2 separate regions of the Oryctolagus cuniculus genome follow, and region 1 is linked to region 2. Evidence: chromatin contacts called from public Micro-C data. All regions are on one chromosome and are shown on one strand. Each heading gives the region's core, a stretch centred on a gene start, on an enhancer-like site or on the middle of the called end of the contact. The rest is flanking DNA. Distances are from core to core; before and after follow the strand shown. Region 1 holds the start of APOLD1 (apolipoprotein L domain containing 1). Region 2 holds the start of DUSP16 (dual specificity phosphatase 16).

What was found. Hi-C and Micro-C count contacts between places; a contact is called where the count stands out from the background.
Region 1: a contact with region 2 is called in a Micro-C map of ear pinna, with 4 times the contacts expected there. The contact joins the promoter of APOLD1 here to the promoter of DUSP16 in region 2. A contact is called at or near these places in 2 of 6 Hi-C or Micro-C datasets (ear pinna and an unstated tissue).

The regions. Positions count from the first base shown.
Region 1 is chr9:110,371,509-110,375,155 of mOryCun1.1, forward strand. APOLD1 (apolipoprotein L domain containing 1) reads left to right here and starts at 1,381. Exons shown (of 3, transcript XM_051850268.2): 1 at 1,381-1,676.
Region 2 is chr9:110,211,665-110,215,311 of mOryCun1.1, forward strand. DUSP16 (dual specificity phosphatase 16) reads right to left here and starts at 1,500. Exons shown (of 7, transcript XM_051850779.2): 1 at 1,362-1,500.

The DNA.
Region 1 (3,647 bases), core at 131-2,630, 160 kb after region 2:
CGCCGCGCCGGCTACGGGGGTCGCCTCGGCCGGCGCCCCGCCTCGCGAAGCTCCCTGGCCGTATCCCCAGCTGCCTGGCATCGGGCACTTGGGCGGGAGGAACTGGACAAGTGTAGGCTTGGGGGCGAGATCGGAGGCCTGGGGGCTTCCTAGGCGAACGAGGGGCAGCGGGGCAGGCAGCCCTTCAGGCCTGGGAGCGCCCACCGCCCTCGCCATTTCATCGCCGTGCTTGTTGGGGTTGCACACTTGCCCTTCTAAGCGCTTTGGATTTAGGAGGTGTTTTCTAAGCTCGTCTACAGTCTCCGATCTGTTTTTCCAAAGTATACTTTGCTTGCTTTTTTTTTTAATTGTCATCTCTTTCACCTGAGCCACACCCTATGGGCACCTCCTTCCTCCAGGCTGAAAGGCCCCCCCCCCAAAAAAAAATCCGGCAAGCGAATGCGCGGGGAAGGCGCCCACGAACGCGCTGGGAAACCTCGGGGGGCACCTCCGGGACCTCGCGCGCGCAGGGGCTGGCTAGGGCGGGGTCGGGCCGCGGTCGAACCGAAAGTGCCTGCTTTGCCCGTCAACTCCTGTTCCCGGGCGGCCACTGCGCGCGTGCCCGGCCTCTCCCGCGTGGGGGCCCCCACGGAGGGGCAGGGACGAGGTAAGGGGTGGTGGTGGGGAGATCGAGAAAGCAGCCAGGGCTTTGGGCGCGAAACCTCGACGCGCCGCACAAGGGACGCGGGGGAACGGCGGGGAGCGCCGCGCGAGGCCGGGGATTGCATCACCGTGGCGCCGCCCCCGCCCCGGGCCGGGCTGCACAGCGCGGCCACCATCATGGCGCTCGGGCCGGGGCCGGGCCGCCGTCTCCAGCGCGCAGTGCCCGGGGCGCCCGGGCCGCAGCCGCCCAGCCGCGCACCAGCGCTTTGCAAACGTCGCCCCTCCCGGGAGCGCCTGCCCGCCTCCCTTCTCTCCCTCCCTCCCCGTGCGTGTGCGTGTGCGTGTGCGTGTGTGCCGCAGAGAACTTGAAGATTATTTTTTCCCTCTCTTCCCCCCCCCCCGCACTCCCCCCACCCCGTGCTGGTGGTTGTAAACTTGATTGGCATTGGCTGCGCCCACTGACCCCGGCGCCGAGTCCACTGAAGATTTAAGGTGGATCCGAGTGGAGGCTGCAGCTGCAGGCGGAGTCTCGCGCTGGAGCTGTTTTTGCAGGGGTGGGGGGGTGGAATTAAAAAAAAAAAAAAAAAGCCCCAAACCGTGCGCCCGCCGCGTCCTAAGAATCCCGCGCGGTACCAGCCCCGCGCCCGCCGCGCCCCGCCCACCCCGGCCGCCGCGCCGCCCCCGCCCCTCTCCCGCTGCTTCTCCATTGGCCGGCGCGTGCAGTTTGAATTTTTTTTTTTTTTTTTTTGAGAGCTTGTTTTCTTCTGAAAACTACAGTTTCCCAGCTTATGTGATTTGGGACTTCCTTCGGCGACCCGAGGTGGGCTGTGTGGGCCCGGCCCCGTGCGCCGGCGGCAGGCAGGGCCGTGCGGGGGCTTCTGTTCCCCGGGTCGCCCCCCGAGCGCTGTGCGCGGGGACTCGGCGGCCGGGGAGCGTCGCGAGCTGCGAGGTGTAGCCTCGGCGGGCGCGAACGTCCAGGGCGCGCCCTTCCACCGGCTGCCGGCCAGAGGTACACCGTCCCCAGCCTTGGACAGGTAGAGGCGGCGAGGGCGGGAGGGTGGAGGGGGGCTCGAGGGCGAACACCCAGAACCGAAGAAACGGAAATGAGCAAAAGTGTGTGCTTTGCAGCGCCCCTCAGAACGTCGTCATTCACGCAGTCGGTGTCATTATTATTTTTTTTTTTTCCTGAATGAAAGAAACCCCCGTTTTTCGTTCTGTTTGATTTCCGGAGTGTTTTGGAATGAGGCAAACAAAATCGAGATGGGGAATGAGTTTTGACGTGCGTTGGCTTTCTGGGTTCGAGAAAGTTCACTGAGATTTGGGATAAGGTTAGTTGTAATAGATGTGACATCACCCAGTTCTGGTTTCCAATGAACGCTTTTAAAGTTAAGAATTCGAATTACTCGCCAAGTCATTCTGTGTCCAGAATGACTTGTGTACACATCTCTGCCTGCAGTGTTGCCAAGGGTTCTAACTAGGTATCCAGTCCTAGCCTTCAACAGTTCCTAACCCAGACGCGGCGTTTTCCACTGAACTCCTGCAATCCGTCCTAGCCTAACCGGACTCTTAATTATCCAAGCCAGCTAAGCACCACCAGCTATCATAAACCAGCCCGCCCGGATCTGTAGCAAGCCCGTGCTCATTTATTCTCTCCAGCACCACGTCATTAGGCTCCGGTAGTCCCCTCTGGACCTCCGTGGACCCACCTAACGGGGGTGGACACTAAGGAAACACGTGTGCCTCCCTAGGAAGAGGACTGTTTGGAGTTAAGCACTGGCTGGCCTCAGGAAGCGGTGAGCTGCCCACCAACCTTCCAAGTGTGAGTCAAGCACAGGTCTGCTGGCCCCTCCATAGCAACACTGCAAAAAAAAGATTCCAGTATCAAATGAGTGTTTGGACTGATGACTTTCAAAGTCTGTTCTAGATCATTGAGATGCTGTCTTTCCGACCTTGGAAGTTCTGAATTTCTGCTAAGGCAAACCATTTTCCTTGGTTTTTAACATCCTTCAGAGTTATGCTGTCCATAGCCAGTGGCCAAGTGTGGTAACCGGGCACCTGAGTGTGGCAGGTCCACACTGAGCTGTGCTGTTTGTGACAGGCACACCAGGTTTTCCAGAATAGCATGAATTAAGAATGTTAAATAGCTCGGTAGCGATTTTTATATTTATTACATGTTAACATGTTTTTGATACATTGGGTTAAATAAAATGTTATTAAAATGAATTTTATTTGTTCCTTTTTACTGTTCTTAGTATAGTTACTAGACAGTTTAACTTTCAGATGTGGCTCAAGTTGTCTCTGTTGGAAACTGCTGTTGTCAGCCAGCACCTGTGGTGACTTGAGGCCTCTTCCTGAAACATGGTGACCCATAGAGGGTAACTTCCAGCTGTCATCTCACTGCCCAAACTCAGCCTCAGGAATCGTTAAATACAGTTCTGCCAGCGTCTAATCTTGAACACATCATGTTGGATCTGAGCCCAAATCATGGGAATGTGGTGTAGATACAGCCAAGTACCACACAGTGACATTTTGGTCGACATTGTCAGTGATACCACATATAGGACAGTGGTTCCATAGATTTTAATGGAACTGAAAAATTTCTGTTGTTATAGTGTGGCTCAGGGCTTTACCCACGTGTTTGTGGTGAGACTGTTAAAAACAGATCTACAGCACTGCCAGATGTACAGCACATGCAAGTTGGTCCAGTACATAATACTTGATAATAAGTGACTAGTTACTAGCTTATATTTGTCATATTATTTAAATTTTTTAAAATTTGTTTGAGAGGTGGAGTCACACAAGAAAGAACTCTCATCTGTTGTTTACTCTTCAAATGTGCAAGAGGAGGCCAAAGCTAGGAACTGGAACTTAGTCCAGGTCTCCTCTGTTAATGACAGGAATCCCATCATTTGAGCCCAGGATCAGCATTAGCAGAAAGCAGGAGTCAGGAGCTGGGTGTCTGTCCTAGGCATTCTGATGGGAGATGTAGACAGCCTCCAGGCCAA
Region 2 (3,647 bases), core at 250-2,749:
GGAAACACTTGTCACCTACGTGTACCTTCAATCAGTGCCATACAGTGAATGGCAGAAAGCAGCATTTTTCTGACAGTCCCAGTTCCCCAAATAGTCACAAGGTCTTTCATGGATGGTAAATCAATCTCTCTCTCTCTCTCTCTCTCTCTCTCTCTCTCTCTCTCTCTCTCTCTCTCACACACACACACACACACACACACACGGAAGGCAAAGAAGACAGAAACATACCTGGTCATTCTCTGAACAGGTTGGATAGGTTCGGTACGAGCAGAGTATTTACCTATAATCTTTCAAAGCCAAGTGGCAGCCAGGCCCCTGGGTAACTAAGAACTTCACCGTGTTTTTAAAACCCCGCATCTTAACTCACTTCCCCTTAGTTCAAGGGGCCGGCACAGCAAACCTCACAGCAAACGAGGTTATGCAACAGGTTTTTCCTCTACCTGACTCCTCATGGGCTAATCAGGTGTGCTTTCTCCAAACAACCAGCGACACCGGGGACTTGAACCCGCCCAGGAGCCTCGCAGTGCACTGGAATAAGCCCCTTGAGGGGTTTTGCAGTGTCCATTCATTTTAAGATCGACTTGCAATCCGCCGCCCCCGGACCCCCAAGGCTCATTACCGCTTTTCTTGGGAAAATAAACCCAGCACCTGAAAACGTAGTTTTGCACATAGATTTTCCCCCACTGTACTGTTTTATTGCCTGGAACTACACTTGATACACGGATCCTCGGGGGCCTCCCTGGGCTATTTTAATTTCTCACGTTTTACAGCAGTGGTAAAGAAATCACCGGCACGCCGGGCCCCCTCAACACCACGACCCGAGCCCCAGGATGAAAACTGAGGTCTGGGGGTGGCGGGGAGGTGGGGGGGGGGTCGCTTGGCTTCATTTAAGAAAGCACGGTCACCACCCAGGTGGCCTCGCTGCCTGCACCACCAGCGCGTTTGGGATAATGGGAACAGTCAGGCCGGGGCCCCACTTGGCAGGCGTGTTGTTTAACAGTCGCGCCTGGAAGTGAGCAGCTTCGCCCGCGAAGGTGCCGCGAGTCCCGCCGCCGTCGCTGCTGCTCCGCGGGGTCGGCTCGAGCCGAGCCCGCCGCGCCGGGGACGCACGGAGCGCCCCCGCGCCTGCCCGCACGCCCCTCTTCCCGCTGGCGCTGGCCCCCCCCAGCAAGGCCTACACCCCCGCGTCAGACACTCGTGCGGCTCCGGGCCGCGGTCGCCCCCACCGGGACGCCCGGGCAGGCAGAGCCCGCGGCGCCCGGCACAGCGAGTCGGGGCGCGCCGCCGAGCGTCCATGCTGCCCTGCCGGCCGGTCCGAGCCCCGCACCCTCCCGTCCGCACGCCCCGCCGAGGCCACTTACTTCTGGGGCCGCCGGCCTCCCGACTCCCCTCTGAGAGAACCGAGCGTTGTCACCGCGTCTCCCCTCGGGCCCCCTCGCCTCCCGGGCTCGCGAGGCGCCGCCGCGGAGCGGGGAGGGCGGCTGCGGGGCCGCTCGCGACCCGTCCCGTCCGTCGCTCTGTCCGGCTCCTCGGCTCTCACCACAGAGGCTTCTCCTCCTCGGAGGGGCGGGTGGGGGCGGGAGACTCAGAAGCGAGGAGACGTTTGCAACTTTTCTTCACTCTTTCTCTTCCACCCCCCTCCCCAGTTAGCCTTCAGGAAAAAAAAAATGTCGAGAGGGGTGAAGAACTTGGGGAGGGAAAGCTGGGGGGTGGGGGGCCGCGCGGGGAGAACGGCGGGGGGAAGGGAAGGTGCTAATAATCCTTTAAAAATTGGCGAAAGCCCCCCAAACAGGGATACACAGAAAGAGGGGGAAAGGCGGGGGGGTGGGGTGGGGGGTTGGGGAAAGAGAAAGAGTCGCTGGTCAGGAAACTTCAAGCGCGGATGAGGTCATTGGTTTAAAAATAAAGAGATGGCGTCACTTGAAACCAATCCCAGTGAATGAACTCAGCGGAGCCCCGGGGAAAGGAGGAGACAGGCGAGGGCAGGGCGGTGGGCGCCGGGCGGGGCCGCGCGCTCGCCCGCCAGCCCATCCCGCGGCCGCCCGGGCCGGGAGCGCGGCTCCGCGCCTCGTTTCGGCAGCTCGGGGAGGGGTCGGGTCACGTTCCCGGCCAGACCTTGGGCCGCTCGGAGGCAGGTTCCGCGGGCGCTGCGGGGAGGAGCCGGCGCTGGCCGAGGAGGCGGCCCGCAGCCTCGTCCTCCTCCTCCGCCTCCCCCCGTCCCGCAGGCTCGCGGCCACCGACGTCCCGGCCGCGCGCGCCGCAGTCGGTATTTGAGGGTTCCCCTCACCCAGCCAGATTCAGCGCCTCTTGCTCCTCCTTGGGCTGCTTCCTGCTGCCCGGGCAATGTAAAGACACGCAAACAAGGACTGAAAGGAATTGCAATCTCTCTTTAAAAGCCTCCGGAATCCAAATGGCAGGAAAGAGAAATTGCAGGTACTTGAAGTAAAATCACTCAAGGGTTGTCAGGCATTCAGCTCGTCCTAGGCATACCGTCCACCCCCAACCCGCCTCCCCCCCCCCCACCGCGCCCCATGAATGTTCCTACGTTTATTTGGGTTGTATTTACTAATATAAGTACAAGCAGCCTAGCTGTCGCTTTCAACATTAGGCAAGGGCAGAATTAGCTTTAAATCACTGCCACTTGTGAGGTGCAAGACCCTCGGCGGTCGAACTCCACGCACCTGAAGCTTGTTAATGTTTTGTTTAAAGTCACTGAAATAGCTTTGTTGTGAGACTTTGCGCACTTCGGAAAGAGCCCTGAGATGGTGACAAAGTAGGACTAGGAGTCACTGAATAGGACAATCGGAGCTTTATTCCAGGGTTCTTTGAGCATCTGAGCGTGAAGCTGCCGCCACTGAGCAGTCCTCCCGTGGATATCACATAACAAAGATGTGATTAATGACGGAAAAGCACCGTGGGGGGGGGGGGGACAAGATCGATGGGTAGGAATCATCGCTCTTAAAGCATTGCATTGCCATGCAGCAGACCTGGGACGTTGGCCCTTAAAATCGCTGTTTGTGCTGGGTATTCCACGTGGACGCTGCCTCGGGGACGTTCTCATTAATCGGGGAAAGGACTAAGCAGGTTTTGGCGGGGGTTGGAAAGAAGCTACATCTCTGTTTACTACTTAAATTCCGCAACTGAAGTGCATTCCTTAGAATTGATCATGATATAAAGTTAGGGTCATGGAGTAAGCCTCTGGGATAATGAGGTAAGTCTGTCTTTTAGAGGGGGACAGTGGGTGGGGAGGGAGACAGCTTTTGGAGGTGGGAGAGAGCCCAGCCCTTCAGGCAATAGGCAAGGCCTGAAGGCCACAGAGGAAAACCAACCTCCAGCCTCTGACCCTTTGAAGACGCCTGTGGAGGGGAAGCGATCTCTCCGGCTGCTCCGGGTCCTCTGGTGGCCAGGAGGTGGTACTGCAGCATCTTTAGGGTTATCTGTACTCGGGACACAAACTAAAAACATAGGCCTATCGTTTTTAGAACTGTTTGGATGGAAAGGATCTACATCTCAAATCCACTTATTTGAAGATGTTGCATTTTTTCCCAATTTCTTTGAAAGAGAGAGAGATGTCCTATTCACTAGTTCACTCCTCAATTGCCCACAATAGCTGGGACTGGTTCAAGCCAAAACTGAGAACCTAGAAC